2 separate regions of the Oryctolagus cuniculus genome follow, and region 1 is linked to region 2. A link is a contact called in public Micro-C data. All regions are on one chromosome and are shown on one strand. The core of a region is the stretch at or near the end of the contact, and the rest is flanking DNA. Distances in the headings are between cores, read along the strand shown. Region 1 has its middle 170 kb from the start of UST. Region 2 holds the start of UST (uronyl 2-sulfotransferase).

The links. A called contact is a pair of places that touch in the nucleus more often than the background predicts.
Region 1: a contact with region 2 is called in a Micro-C map of ear pinna, with 4 times the contacts expected there. The contact joins the enhancer-like site here to the promoter of UST in region 2. A contact is called at or near these places in 3 of 6 Hi-C or Micro-C datasets (ear pinna, psoas muscle and an unstated tissue).

Annotation. Positions count from the first base shown.
Region 1 is chr5:19,415,311-19,422,304 of mOryCun1.1, forward strand. No RefSeq gene overlaps it. Among named protein-coding and RNA genes, the nearest start is that of UST, 170 kb to the left of the region's middle. Within about 2 kb of position 4,436, at least 2 of the 8 cell types and tissues checked have an H3K27ac peak or open chromatin away from gene starts, as enhancers often do. A contact at or near this core is called in ear pinna, where this site is marked.
Region 2 is chr5:19,250,063-19,257,125 of mOryCun1.1, forward strand. It overlaps UST (uronyl 2-sulfotransferase), which reads right to left and starts at 2,841. Exons shown (of 8, transcript XM_051836817.2): 1 at 2,438-2,841. The coding sequence starts at 2,705.

The DNA.
Region 1 (6,994 bases), core at 3,186-5,685, 170 kb after region 2:
CCATCTGGGGAGTGAACCATTGGATGGAAGACTTCTCTCTCTGCCTCTCCTCTCTGTGTAACTCTGTCTTTCAGATAAATAAATAAATCTTTTAAGAAAAAAATTAAAATCCCCAGCATCGTAGGGGGCTGAGCACAGATCTGCTTTGGAGACCTCAAACCCTGTAACTGGAGAGTCCGGACTTGTGGTTTAGATTTTACCTGGAGTGATGAGAGCAAGGACACATGGAGTCTGGGATATGGTCACCAGCAGTGACACTGTAGCAACAGAAGACAAGGTGACGGGACACTAGGGATGGGCTTCTCTGGCCTTAACCCTCAGCTGTTCAGACAGGCCTCTGAATTCAGCAGATCCGGCCAACCTCCAGCAGTGTCTTGCATGGGCATCTTGGAGACAGTGACAGGATGCATTGGAATTTGGATGCAAGGGGGCTGAAGCCATCTAGTTCTGCAGAAAAAGAGTATACCTCCCCTTGGGGAAAGCAGACCCAATTAGTTGCTTTCCGAGATGAAATGAACTCGGAGCTGTTAGTGATCTGTGCTTCTATGACTGCCATTCCTTTGAATGACGCATGCAAGGCAGCTGCAGAACAGATGGGAGAAAGCCAGATGTCTTTGGACAGAATCTCTATCAATTTGTGGTACTTTTCAAGCACGGTTTTGGGTTGACTTATTAGGAATTGATTTGATAAATGTAAGTGTAAATAACTATTTATGGTTGATTTATTAGGAAGAAATGAGATGCTTTGCAGGTTTGGGGTGATGTTTGGACCTCTTCGCCAGGTCTCTGGTTCTGAGCTCAGAATGCCTTGGCCCAGGGCACCACGGACAGGGCTCCGGTCCGTCAGGAAGGGTGTTGACCACAGGAAGAGGCTGAACTTCAGATGCTGGGACTCAGACAGGCAGAGAAGAAAGGATGGGGTGAGGATAGGAGGCTGGAAAGAAATTGAAGCCAAGACGAACATTGGAATCCGCATGGAATATTCCAGAGACACTGAAGAGACAGGCACATCTGACTGGGCCACGGCATGGCAGTGTCCCAGGGAGCCATGAGGTCTCCTCTCAGGATTTATGTATGATTTCCTGAAAGAGCCAACAGGACCGATGAGGCTTTCCTGTGAGTGGAGGCACAGAGCCAGGTGGAGTTCAAGTTCAGCCAGACCCCTGAGTTGAGAATCTCCCTTCTCCTAAAGCCCGCTGTTCACTCCACCGACACCGAATCTCTGTTAGCAAGACAGCTGCAGCGTCACCTCTCGCTTTTCCCGTCTTGAGTGCCGCTGATCCAGGCAGGCTTGTTGTTCGCGAACGTTCTGTAACCTCAGGTGGAAAATGGCATCCTGGCTCCACAGTGGCTTTCAAGCGCCCAGCTTTGCCTAACTTCTGATTTTCCTCCCTGGCAGGTGGGATCGCATTTCTCGACTCAAAGTGCACATGGCTGTCCTCGCACTCTCATCCCAGGGCGGGCAGCAGAAGAGTCTAGAAGCGAGGGAACTGGGTCCTGTGCCAACCCCAGCTGCAAAGGAAGCTGGTGAGGGGATCCAGAAGACGTCAGTTGCCAGGACGAATGTGGGGGCCAGTGATCCTTGCTCCAGGGCTGGGAAGAGTGTGGCCAAAAAACAAAACAACAGATGCTGCCATCAAACAGCAGAGGGTGGCTCTGAACAAAGGTGGCTGGGCACTTGGGGCTTTTGTTTCCGTTCCCATGGGTGAGGCTGAGTGGTGAAGGGACTTCCCCAGAGTCGCAGAACAAGCACAGAGCCAGAGCGTGCCCTCCCCTGGGGTGGGGGTGGGGCACCATCACCTGCACAGCCATCTTCACACAATTAACCAAGCGATGAGTGCTCAACACAAATCACAAGGCCCCAGGGACACCCTCCCCAAGGACCCTGTAGTTTTTTTTTTTTTTCTTTAAAATTTTATTTATTTGAAAGGCAGAGTTATAGAAAGGGAGAGAAAGAGAGAGGTCTTCCATTCTCTGGTCCGCTCCCTAAATGGCTGCAATGGCCAGAGCTGGGCCAGACTGAAGCCAGGAGCTTCTTCCAGGTCTCCCACTAGGTGCAGGGCCCCAAGCACTTGAGCCTCCTCTGCTACCTTCCCAGGCACATTAGCAGGGAGCTGAACTGGAAGTGGAGCAGCCGGGATTGAGCAGGGGCGCATTCAGGATGCCGGTGCTGCAGCTGGTGGCTTCACCAGCTAAGCCACAGCGCTGGCAACCTTGTAGTTCTTAACTAATTATCAGAAGAACCTGTGAGGTCTGCACTGTGGCACAGCAGGTTAAGCCACCCATATGGGAGACCAGATAGAGTTCCAGGCTCCTGGTTAAGGTCTGGAGGGGAGTGAACCAGCAGATGGAAGATCTCTCTTTCCGTCTCTCCCTCTTCCCCTATAACTCTGCCTTTCAAATAAACATTTGAAAAGAAGAACTTGGGGGCTGGGGGAAAACAAAAACCAAAAACTCCCAAATGCCTAGGCTGATTTAGAGTTGGTCTGGGGTGGGGCGTGGGCAGCCTCTCTTTGAAGGGCTTCCCAGGAGTGATGGTGTTTCTGATGAGTCAGCTTGGCTGCTGCCCCCAGCCATTCAATCACACTAACCAGGGGTGGCTGTGGGGTGTTTTACAGATGGAATTAAAGTCCATCAGCTGACTTAAGTAAGGGATCTTAGCCGATCTGCGTGGACCGTGTTCGATCCTTTGAAAGGCCAACACCAGGATTTTCTGATGAGCACACCATCCTGTGGACAGCAGCTTCCCGGGTTCAGGAGTTCCAGCCTGCAGGTTTCACACTGGCCTGGCCACCCCCCACCCCACACACACACACAATGGCATAAGCCATAAGGATACCCCAGCTGATGTTAATAGGTAGTTCAGGCTGAGAACAAGGGGATTTTTCAGCTGTGGTGAAAGCCAAACGGCATTAGAATAAAATAACTCAACGGGAGACCTCACGCCTGTGAGCTGTGTGGCCGCGCCCCCACCCACAGCGGTAAAATAGGAGCCGGTGTGGGTGCTCCGGTGCCTGGGGAAGCCACGACCTGTCAGGCCTAAGTTCAGCGCACACCTGGATGGAACGGGGTCCTTGTGGCGTGTGCTCTCCTGGGCCAGGAGCCGTGGAATGAGAAACAGCAAACCAGCCTGGCCTTCCACCTCACTGCCCCCCATCTGTTATGGGCACAGCAGCACTTGTCTCCCCCAAACCCAGGCAGATGTACAAACCCCGAGGTCTTAATTGTTGATGGGCTCAGCGGAGATTGGATCTACCTGTGGCAACTGGGAGGTGGGGCCGTGGCAGGGGGTGGGCCCCGGAGCGTGGCTCCGGCACAGGATTCGGTCCGTTTCAGTTCGGTTCCGCCCAGCTTCTCTCTCCTCCTCCCAGTTCACCACGTGGAGGAGCCCCAGCACCTGCCACGACCAGCCTCCACAGGCGCTAACTCCAGGGCAGCCCGACCCGGACCTGGGACCTCCAAACTGTAAGCTGAAACACTCTGTCTTTCCAAGGAGCTCCTCTCGGGTGTTTTTTAAGTAAGGAAAAGTGGACTAATGGAATTTCTAAGGTTGAGCACCCTGTTTTAGGGTCCCCCTAAACAGTCTCCCCCCCAACTTGCTCTTACTGGACACCCCCCGGCAACTTGGTCCTACAACAGGGGGGAGTGCACCTGCTCACTTTCAGACACACAGACACTGCACCCCACCAGGCGCAGGCAGCAGGGCCGGGTCCCCCAGCTCTGCTCATTAAAGGAGTGGAGTGGAGTGGAGTGGGGTGGGGTGGGGGTGGGGGGCCAGTGGCTCCACGATGTGAATGAGCACGGACCGTCCTTCAGGGCAGCGGAGCGTCGTGCAGGTCCCGCTTTGCTCCCCGCCGGGGCCTTTGGTGTCGTGGCTGGTGGCTGGTGGCTGGTAGCTGGCTCCAGCAGCACAGCGCCCTGTGGACCCTGTCCTCGTCGCCCGTGGTGGCCTTCGGCCTGGCGGAGCAGCGCTCTCTGGTGGCCGCACGCCGCAGCAACAGCTCGCTCTCTGCGAGTCTCGGTTCCGCGTGGCTCGGATTTCCTTCTAAGCCACGGGTGCTCACGGACTCCAGCTACGGCTTTGAGGAGCCAAGGGGACCCGCCGCTTCTCTGCGGCTAGCGCTGCTCCTGACACCTCTCTGGGTCTCTGTCTCCTACGAAACGGAAAGGAGTAACGACAGAGCCTCTCCCCCAGAGTTAACATTTAGGATTCAAAAGCTTGTGCCCCGGGGCGTTCATTGAACAAACCTTAGATGTCACATAGAGAGGTTTCCAGTTGATCAAAGAGCAAATCTGCGCACTGCTAGATCTTAGATTGCACCTGGAGGAGACAGATAACAAGCGATGAATCCCACACGCTTTTCTGCTGTGGCTTGATTCCAGAGCCCAGATCCTAAACCCAGCACAATGACTGCAGAATACAGAAAGAGAGAGAGATGGCGCTTCAGAGACCTAGAGAGAGGAATAGGCAGCCGCTGGCACGGCAGCTTGGCACGTACTTTATCCTTAGCTGAAAGCACTCGATTTCCTCTTAAATGGTAGATGTCTGGGTTGCCTACTTTTGCTCTAAGCTGACCGGCGAGAGACCATCACCAGGGCGATGAGAAGCCTCTGGGTGGAGCCTGAGGTTCGCGAACAGGCAGAGGGTGGGGAGGAAGTGGAGGCTGCCAAGGACACTAAGTGGCAGCAGCTGTGGAGGGGGCGGGCCCCGTGGGGTGGGGTGGAGGCTCAGCAGGGCGAGCCGTGGCGGGTGGGCGGCGGGTCCAAGGCCAGGGGAGGGCGGAGGCAGACAGGTCTGCGCGCCAGGTGGGAGTCTCGCTGGCGTGTCAGTTCCTTGTTGGCAGCCAGGGGGCAGTCGGCTGGGGAACAGACAGCCCACAGGGAAGAAGGGGCAGTGGCCAGGAAACTTCCAAGAAGTTTGGCTGTGAAAAGCCAGAGAGCGTGCGAGGATTTTTCTTGATGAAGGAAATGTGGTTGGAGAGAGGGATATTAAAAAAAGGAGAGCGAAGGCTGTTTGAGCTGGTGGGTCTCTGTTCGCAGGAGCAGGGAAAGGGGTGTTTCCGATGAAACCCTTGGAACCTCCCGCAGGGATCTGCATGGAGACTTCCCAGGCTCTGTGACCTTGGGCAGCTTCAATAAGGAAATCTCTCCAGATCGAAACGGTCCTAAAGTTGCTCTGCTGGTTCCCCCACCAACACGCCTTGCCCGGCTCTCCTCCATCACCATATCTCCAAACGTCGGGAAAATGGGCGCCAGTCAGGGGAACTTGAAACAAATGGTGTTATCACAACTTCTATAATCAGGGCACCAAATGGCATCCATCTGATGAGAGGCATTTCTGATAGCATTTAATTGTTGATCATTATTTATCAATATTCTAAGTTAGCTGTACGTTCAGAACTTGGTGGTAAAGATAACGACATCCAGAAATTTTTACAGATAGAACATAATGAGCCAAAGAAATTATATTTTAATTTACACATTTTTTCTTATATGGAAATATAATAGGCTGATCAAAAAGATAAAAACATAAATCATTGTGTTAGGGTAACGTGTGTGCAGGAATGGGATAGAGATAGATAGAATCTCCAGGAAAAAGGGAAACCAAGTCAAATATTTAAATTGCTTGCTCTTGGAGGTGTGGCCTAGCAGTTAAGATGCCACTGGAGACCCCTGCATCCAATATGGAGGTGTCTGGGTTGAGTTCCATCCAGATTATAGCTTCCTGCTATTGTGCACTCCAGGGTGGGGGTGGGGTGGAAGAAGGTGATTCAAGTATTTGGGTCACTGCCACCCAGGGTTGGGTTCTCGCCTTAGGGCTTCAACCTGGTCAGCCCCCCAGCCAAGGGGGTCATCTGGAGCATGAACCAGGAGATGGGAGATCTCTGTCTCTGCCCCTCAGATAAAGACATTTGTTAAAATACACTTCTAAATTGCTGCTTCTTGAGTGCTTTTAGTAGACAATGGTAGGGGTCAAACTGCTGTGCTCTTTATGGGCATATTATAAGTCTTCAAATATAATATGGGCATATTAGTCTTCAAAAAGTTAATTAAAAATACATATTATGGAAACATGGGGGCTGGCGCTGTGGCGCAGTAGGTTAATCCTCTGCCTGCAGCGCCGGCATCCCATATGGGCACCAGTTCTAGTCCCTGCTGCTCCTTTTCCAATCCAGCTCTCTGCTTTGGCCTGGGAAAGCAGTGTAAGATGGCCCAAATCCTTGGGCCCCGCACCTGCTTGGGAGAATGGGAAGAAGCACCTGGCTCCAGGCTTCGGATTGGCTTAGCTCCAGCTGTTGCAGCCATTTGGGGAGTGACCCAACAGAAGAAAGACCTTTCTCTCTCTTTCTATGTCTCAATGTCTGTAACTCTACCTCTCAAATAAAAAATCTTTAAAAATCATTATGAATGGGTTTTGAACTTTTCTAACCCAAAATAAGCATCTTTCAATTCTATTTTCCACAAACATTTTGAAGTACCCTTGATTTTGAAAAGTAATACTGCAGTTTTATTTTGAAATGCAAGTTTTTATAGGAAGGTAGAAATGTCCAATTTTGCAACTCTTTAAACTTACACATAACTTTCAGATGGCAACTTTTTTTTTTTAATTAAAGATTTTATTTCAAAGGCAAAGTTAGAGAATGCTTCCATCTTCTGGTTCACTCCTCATATGGCTGCAACAGCCAGGACTGGGCCAGACTGAAGCCAGGAGCCAGGAGTTTCCTGTAGGTTTCCCATGTGGGTGCAGGGGCCCAAGCACTTGGGCTGTCTTCCACTGGTTTCCCATTAGCAGGGAGCTGGATCAGAAGTGGAGCAACAGAGACTCAAACTGGTACCCACATGGGATGCCAGCATTACAGATGGCAGCTTTACCTGCTATGCAATGCCGGCCTCTAGAGGGCAACTTTAAAAAATGCAAGAGAGTCCTTGGTTTGTGAATATTGTTTTAGGGCTATGTGAGCAAAGCTGGTGGCCGTGGCCTTAAAGAACAAAG
Region 2 (7,063 bases), core at 1,591-4,090:
TGGCCGTGAATTTGTTTTGACAGACACTAAAATGATAGAATGGAGGAAGGGGGGTGTAATTCTACAGATCCCCTGGCCTGATATTATTCAGGGCATATTTTAGACCACCCTAAAGACCGCAAGCCCACTTTTCCTGAAAATCAAGATATTTATGTGACAAAACAACAGGAAACAAATTTGGCTAAGGAGGTCCTATTTTCAGTTCACAGTGAGGTCATGTTTTAACCCATCTCAGCGGTCAGTTGGTAGAGGGAGTAGCATTAACCTTTCTGGTTCCTGGCACGAGCGCTGCCCCATCCACTTCCCGTCCGCCGACCGCACACACTGCCCAGGCCTCCTCAGTGGTTGGAATCAGCAGTGAAAAGGTGATGGTGTATGCGATACAAACTCAAGCTGCCAGGCTTTCCTTCTTCCTCCCCTCCTGCTCTCGCTTCCCCAAGGAAGATCTCAGAACCCCAACCTCCTGGGAGCAAGCTAGGTAGAGGTTTTAGAAACCACCTATCGCCGGTGCCGCGGCTCACTAGGCTAATCCTCCGCCTCCCGGCGCTGGCACACCAGGTTCTAGTCCCGGTTGGGGCGCCAGATTCTGTCCCGGTTGCCCCTCTTCCAGGCCAGCTCTCTGTTGTGGCCAGGGAGTGCAGTGGAGGATGGCACAAGTGCTTGAGCCCTGCACCCCATGGGAGACTAGGAGAAGCACCTGGCTCCTGCCAACGGATCAGAGCAGTATGCTGGCCGCAGAACACCGGCCGCGGCAGCCATTGGAAGGTGAACCAACGGCAAAAGGAAGACCTTTCTCTCTGTCTCTCTCTCTCTCACTGTCCAATCTGCCTGTCAAAAAAGAAAAAAAAAAAAAAGAAAAGAAAAAAGAAACCACCTATCACCACGAACAGCCAAAACCTGGGAAGTTTCAGGGTCCTAACCAAGGTCAAGGGCTCTTGAAGAGTCCTTTTGCACCCTTGACCACTGTACTGTCCCCTACAACTCTGGCCTCTATGCCTTGCTTCTAGGAAGCTTCTGGGGAAAAAATTACCTGATTTTACAGAGAAAGGCTAATGCGCACCAACACCACTCACCTCCCCAAGCCAGTCAGTAATGATGGCTGTGGGCGGGGACAATCAGTCCTCTTCCTGACAGCAGTAGGTGACTGCGAAATGCCAAAATGTGGAACTTGCAGAAAAAAAAGAGATTTGAGTCCCTAATAAAAAGGCATATTATATCTCCAATGCTCTATGAAACCAGGTGCTAAGCATTAATACTTTGGAAAGCTACTCGGGCAGTATTTCCCTTTACTTTTCCCTAACTCATCTTGCAAAACCATGGCGTCCCACCATTTTTGCTGATATAAAAGTTGTAACTTCCAATCTGAGCTCCTCTACATGGGAAAAACTGTGCTTTCTCTGTGTTATTTCCAAACGCCCTCACACGTTTGTCACTTCGCAGGCGCGCGCGTGTGTGAGTGTGTGTGTGTGTGTGTGCGCGCGCGCGGGCTTGCTTTCCTGCCAAACGCTCTGTTCTCTAGACCCGTGGCTTCGGCGATGGCGAAGGCACACCTGGGGTCACAGCGGCGGCCTCCAGCCAGCCCATCCCGTTTCGGCGCTCGCTGTCCCGGTGCAGGTGCCGGATGCCGCTCGCGTTTGTCATCTACGAGGTTTGCAGCAGACTGGGGCTCTGCGCGGCTCTCCTGGCACCGCGTCTTCTGGCCACAAATCTGAGTGCTCTGCAAACTCGTCCCCGGGACCTGGCGTGCGCTCCCCGGGCCCAGGACGAGGGAGGCGCCATTCCTGCCTACTCGCTGAGCGACTCTGGTCTCCACCGCCGCGACCCCTCCCTTCCCTCTTCTTAAGACAGGAGGTCTCGCTCCCAAACCGCCACCAACCAACAACAAAAGTTCTCACTCGAGACGCACACAGCACGGCGCGCAGTCGGGTCACAGGCGGCGACCCTGCTGGCCTCGCTGATCCACACGCCCCCGGACGGCCCCAGTCCCAGGGGCTCAGCTCGCTCGGACACGCTCGCTGCGGAAGGCGAGGTGAGCAGGGGCTGTCAAGGGCCAGGCCAAGGAGCGGGACGGACCAGACCGAGGGCTACACCCACCCGCACACTGTGGAGCGCGGGACCCGACGCGATGGTGGTCCCCAACGCTGTCATGGAACGGACTGTCTCCCCCATGCTTGCTCCCGCATCGCCGGGCCTGAATACACACAACCACGCACGCATCCATCCTGCCCCAGTGCGGGGCGGGCGGGGGCAGGTGGACGGCGCCCCACCCGGGGTATCTGCCGGGTCCCCGCAACCCGCCGGCGCTGAAGGTGGCGGGTGTCACATCTGGGCAGCCTCAGAGCGGCGGCGGGCTGGGGGGCCGCTCGAGAGGTCCCCGGCGCGCCCCCTTACCCCGGGACACAACTTTGCGCGGCCGCCGCCCGCCGCGCGTCCTTACCCAAATACTGCCGCAGGTCGAGCAGGAATCGAGGGGGTCCCCCGCTGAGCTGGTAGAAGAGGGAGCCCAAGCAGAAGACCAGCAGCGTGGCCATGCAGAAGCCGTAGTCCCGGAGGGAGAAGCGCAGGAAAGGTAGCAGGGGGACCCGGCGCTTCCAGCTGCCCAGGCCCGGGGGGGCGCCCCCAAGAGGGGCCCCATGGGGCCAGGGATCCGCGCCGCCGCCGGGATGCTGCTGCTGCTGCGGCTGCGGCTGCTGCTTCTTCTTCATCGCCTGCTCCGCCGCCTCGCACAGCCGGCCCGGGCCAGGAAAAGGTCACCCATCCGCCGCCTGCAGAAGAGCCCGGCCGGCCGGCCGCGCATGGGGAGGGCCGCGCCGCGCCGCGGGCAGCCGGGTGGGGGTGGGGCGGGGCCGAAGTTGCCGGGCTCAGGAGACTTTCCTCGGCATGGTCCCCGCCGCCCGCCGCGGCCCGAGCGCCTGAGCTGCCCGGCCTCGGCTGCGGGCGCCGCCCGCGTCCGTCCCGCGCGCGCGCGCTCAGCGGCTCGGCGCCCCGTGCCCCGCCGCGCCTCGGGCTCGCTCGCGGCCGCCGGGGCTCGCCTTCAGCGCCAGCGTGGACCCCCGGCTTTGTGTGCGCGTGTGTGTGTGCGCGCGCGTCTGTGGGTCTCGGCGTGTTTTGTCCCGGCTCAGGCTCCTCTGAGGGACGGCAGGGAGGAACGGGAGGCGGACACCGTCCGCTCGCTCCACCTCCTGGACAGGGGTTTTCCTCCTCCGCCTCCTCCCCTTTCTCCCTCCGGCGCGGCGCCGCCGCCTCGACCCGCTCTCCCGCCCGCGCCGCGCGGTCCCCGGGGCGCGCTCGGTGTCACGTTACCGCGGCTGCGGGGGCCGGGGGCGGCGCGTCTCCGCCGCCGCGAGGAAGAAAGTTTCTGGGTGTGTTTTGTGTGTGCGTGCCTTCCCCCTTTCTCCAACCATCTGGCCTCGGTTCCTGCATCGCCAGCGACCTCTTGGGGCCCGCCGGCTTCCCTCTCCTAAAAACTGGACGGCAGGGAGGAGCGCCACGGAGCTCGCCGCTCTGTGCGCGCTCTGCGCTCCGAAACTTGTCCCTTGGACCTGCTTCCCAGAGGCCGCCGCGCCCTGCTGGCGTCTCGGTTCAAGACTTGGCTGTGTGACTTTGCAGAGAGCGCCGGTGGGGGGAGTTAGAAACTAAACGTGTCCCCCACCCCACCCCGTGGGGGGGGGGGGCGGCTCGGCGCCCCGGCCCCCTGGGAGAGAGAGGCCGAGAGGACCCTGTCTCCCTGCGCTCCCGCAGCTGCGCCCCGCCGCGCACGGAGAGGGCCCGCAGCGGTCGCCAAGGGGAAAGGGCAGGTCCCCTTCCGCACCTCCTTCCCCGGCCGCCTGGGTCGCCACTAGGAAGGCTCGGGGCGGGACGGAACCTGGGGCACCACAGCTGGTGCTTGGCCAGGCTCTCTGACGAACAGCTGGTTACCAATGTATCTGCAGAAGCTGTGCCACCTGGGGCGCCTGTGCCTTGCCCCAGGGTCCCAGAGCCAGGAGGAGTGGGGTTGGGAGCCGCGCTCAAATCTCTGACCCTCAAGCCCACGCAGCCGGGCCCTTTTCCTGGTCGTTGGCGTGGGGATGGCCCTTAGTGAGGGGCCATACTGAGACCCTAAACCTCGTTTGTGGAGCTTCTCTTCCCGGGCTCCCTTCTCATTCTCTGTGTTCCCGTAACACAAGATTAAAGGGAGAATCAGGAGCCGACAATTTCTGTGATTCCAAGCCTGCTCCGGAAAACCCTTACAGGGAGTAGGAAGAGATTACGATTTGAGAAAAGTACTCTGTGGTTTAATCTACAGATGAGTATCTCCCGTGCATGACTTGAAACCTGGGTGAAAGGACACCAAGTTCAAGAGCTGAAGCGAGTTACAGGTGAGCAGGTTACTTGAGATGTTACATTGTTCTGACCCACTTTCTAAGGGAAAAGGCTGCTGCGTGGGGGGCCCCTTGGTTCTGTTGCAAGAACTCCCAAATGGAGTGCTAATGGTGCGTCCCACATTTATCCCCTGAATCAGGGAGTATCTGGGTTAATATGCCTATTTCAGGAATGTGAATGCCAATCATCCGTCATTGCCCATTAGTTTCATGGGTAGCCCTGGATAGATGCCTGTTCCCATTTTCTGAGTCTATGCAGAGGGACCAGGAGACCCGAGGGGCAAAGCCCTGTTTCACGTGTCAGAGAGCACCTGGGACCCACAAGGACCAGGCCCTAAGGCCTGACCCAGTAATCTGAACACTGGCTGGATGCACAATACTGCACAAAACCCGCTGTCTCCCCAGGCCTGCTCTCACTGCCCACGCCTGGGATGGGGGAACCTTCCAATTCTTTCTCCTAAGGAGAGGAATCTGAGAAGCAGGGAGAAAGGAAGCAGCCATGTGACAAAGGAAGTAAATGTGGGGAGAAACGTTGAAGCAGAAACTGAAAAAGTTAAGAGGGGAGGACAAGGGGGCACCGTCCACCTTAAAAGAGTGGGTCAAGGACAGGAATTTTAGAGGGAAAAAAAGGGTCAGTGTTTAGAAGGCTGCGTGACTGGCCTGGCTGCCTAAAAACCCCAGAAGGAAAAGCCAAACCATCAAGACAGACAGCTGCACGTGGGAAAATGCCCTGTGCCTTACCCCAACAAAAGCTTGGACGTTTGGATAGAACTGTGTCCTCTGATGTCCCATAAATGTCCCTCCAAGTAATTGTTTAAATGCTTGTACTAATGAATGGTATCTTTATTTGAACCATGTAGTAGATCTACTAAGTATAGGACTTTATGAACAGCTTGTATTATTAGGTTTAAACTTTAATGAACCAGTACTTCATGCAACACCCAGAGCTCCACCCTCTAGGCTTCTCAATTGCTTCTCTTTCCAGTGACTTTTTAAAATATTGATTCTTTATTTATTTGATAGAGCAATATAGAGAAAGAGAGAGATTTTCTTTCCTTCTGCTGGTTCTCTCCCCAAATGTCCACTCCAGCCAGGGATGCCAGGAGCCCAAAATTCAATCCAGGTCTCCACTGTGGTGGCAGGAACTCAAGCACTGGAGCCATCATCTGCTGCTTTCCAGGGGCATCAGCAGGGAGTTCAGTTGAATTCAGGGTAGCTGGGACTCAAAGGGGCACTCAAAGGATGCGGGCATCCCGAGTAGCTTATCACACGGTACCACAATACTGGCCCCTCCAGCATCTTCTCATTTCTGCCCCCTGGGCCACCCACTCTGGTCCTTGGTGACTCGCTTGAATTTATCCTCACTGTCAACCTTCTCCACAATCTCTCTCTCTCTTTTAGAATGTATTTGACAGGCAGATGAACAGAGCTCTCTCCCATCCACTGATTCACTTCCCCGAATGCCTGCTACAGCCAGGGCTGGGCCAGGCCAAAGCCAGGAGCCCAGAACTCAAACCAGGTCTCCCAGGCAGGTTGCAGAAACCCAAGTACCGCTGCCTCTGCAGGAAGCTAGAATTGGGGATGAAACTGAGACCTGAACCCAGGCTCTCTGACACGGGATGTAGGGGTCCCAAGTGGTGTCTTTACCACCAGGCCAAACACTGGTCCCCAAAACCACTGTGGCCTCCAGCCATCACCCCTCCTATCCCTCCACCCAGGATCTCTGGTGGGCACACTCCAGGGCTTTTTGCATCTTTCCAAGGACCTTGAACTCCTTTATTCTTTACCCCCTCATGTGTTTAATTTCTTCCTGGCCCAGTGTTCTTCCTGATCCCTTGTTACGATCACTTTCTTGCATTCCCTTGTGTTTCTCATTGTCTATCCCACAGCACTTGCCTGGAGAAACCCAGGCTTGGTTAATCCCAACTGTGCAACTGGATTGGGTCAAAGGAAAGCGCACGGCTCTGCTCGCTGGCTTCTCTGGAGAGCGTAACTCTCCAGTGGATGCTCACTCACTGCTGCCCAGGAGTCCCACTCCCACGGCTTCTCTCTCCTCCAACCTCCCGTCTCCACTCTTCACTTCCACGCCTTCAGTCTCAGCTGATGACCTTGCCCTGCACTTCACTGAAAAATAGAAGCGGCAAGACAGGAGCTCACTCACTTCCCCGCCAGGCTGTGCCCACACTCTCTGCCATTCCTCCCGTCTCCATGAGGTCCTGCTTTGGTGAATGCCAAGTCTGTCACTGACTCTGTTTCCCACACCAACACCAACACCAACCTCACACCCAAGGCTGCTCCCTGCCTAGCCTGCTGCATCTCCACAAGCAACAGTATTATCTAGTCTCTTGGGCCCCAATCCCAGAACTCTCCCTTTCTCCTTCCTTCACTCCTATAGCTAGACCATCTGGAAATTCTTTATGCGCTACCTTCAAAAACAGTAACTAGGGCCAGCATTGTGGCATAGCGGGTAAAGCTACTGCCTGCGATGCCAGCATTCCATATGGGTACCGGTTCAAGTCTCAGCTGCTCTACTTATGATCCAGCTCCCTGCTAATCTGCCTGGGAAAGCAGTGGAGGATGGCCCAAGTGCTTGAGTCTTAGCACTCATGTGGGAGACTCGGAGAAAGCTCCCGGCTCCTGGCTTCAGTCTAGCTCTGCCCTGACTGTTGAGGCCACTTGGAGAGTGAACTAGCAGATGGAAG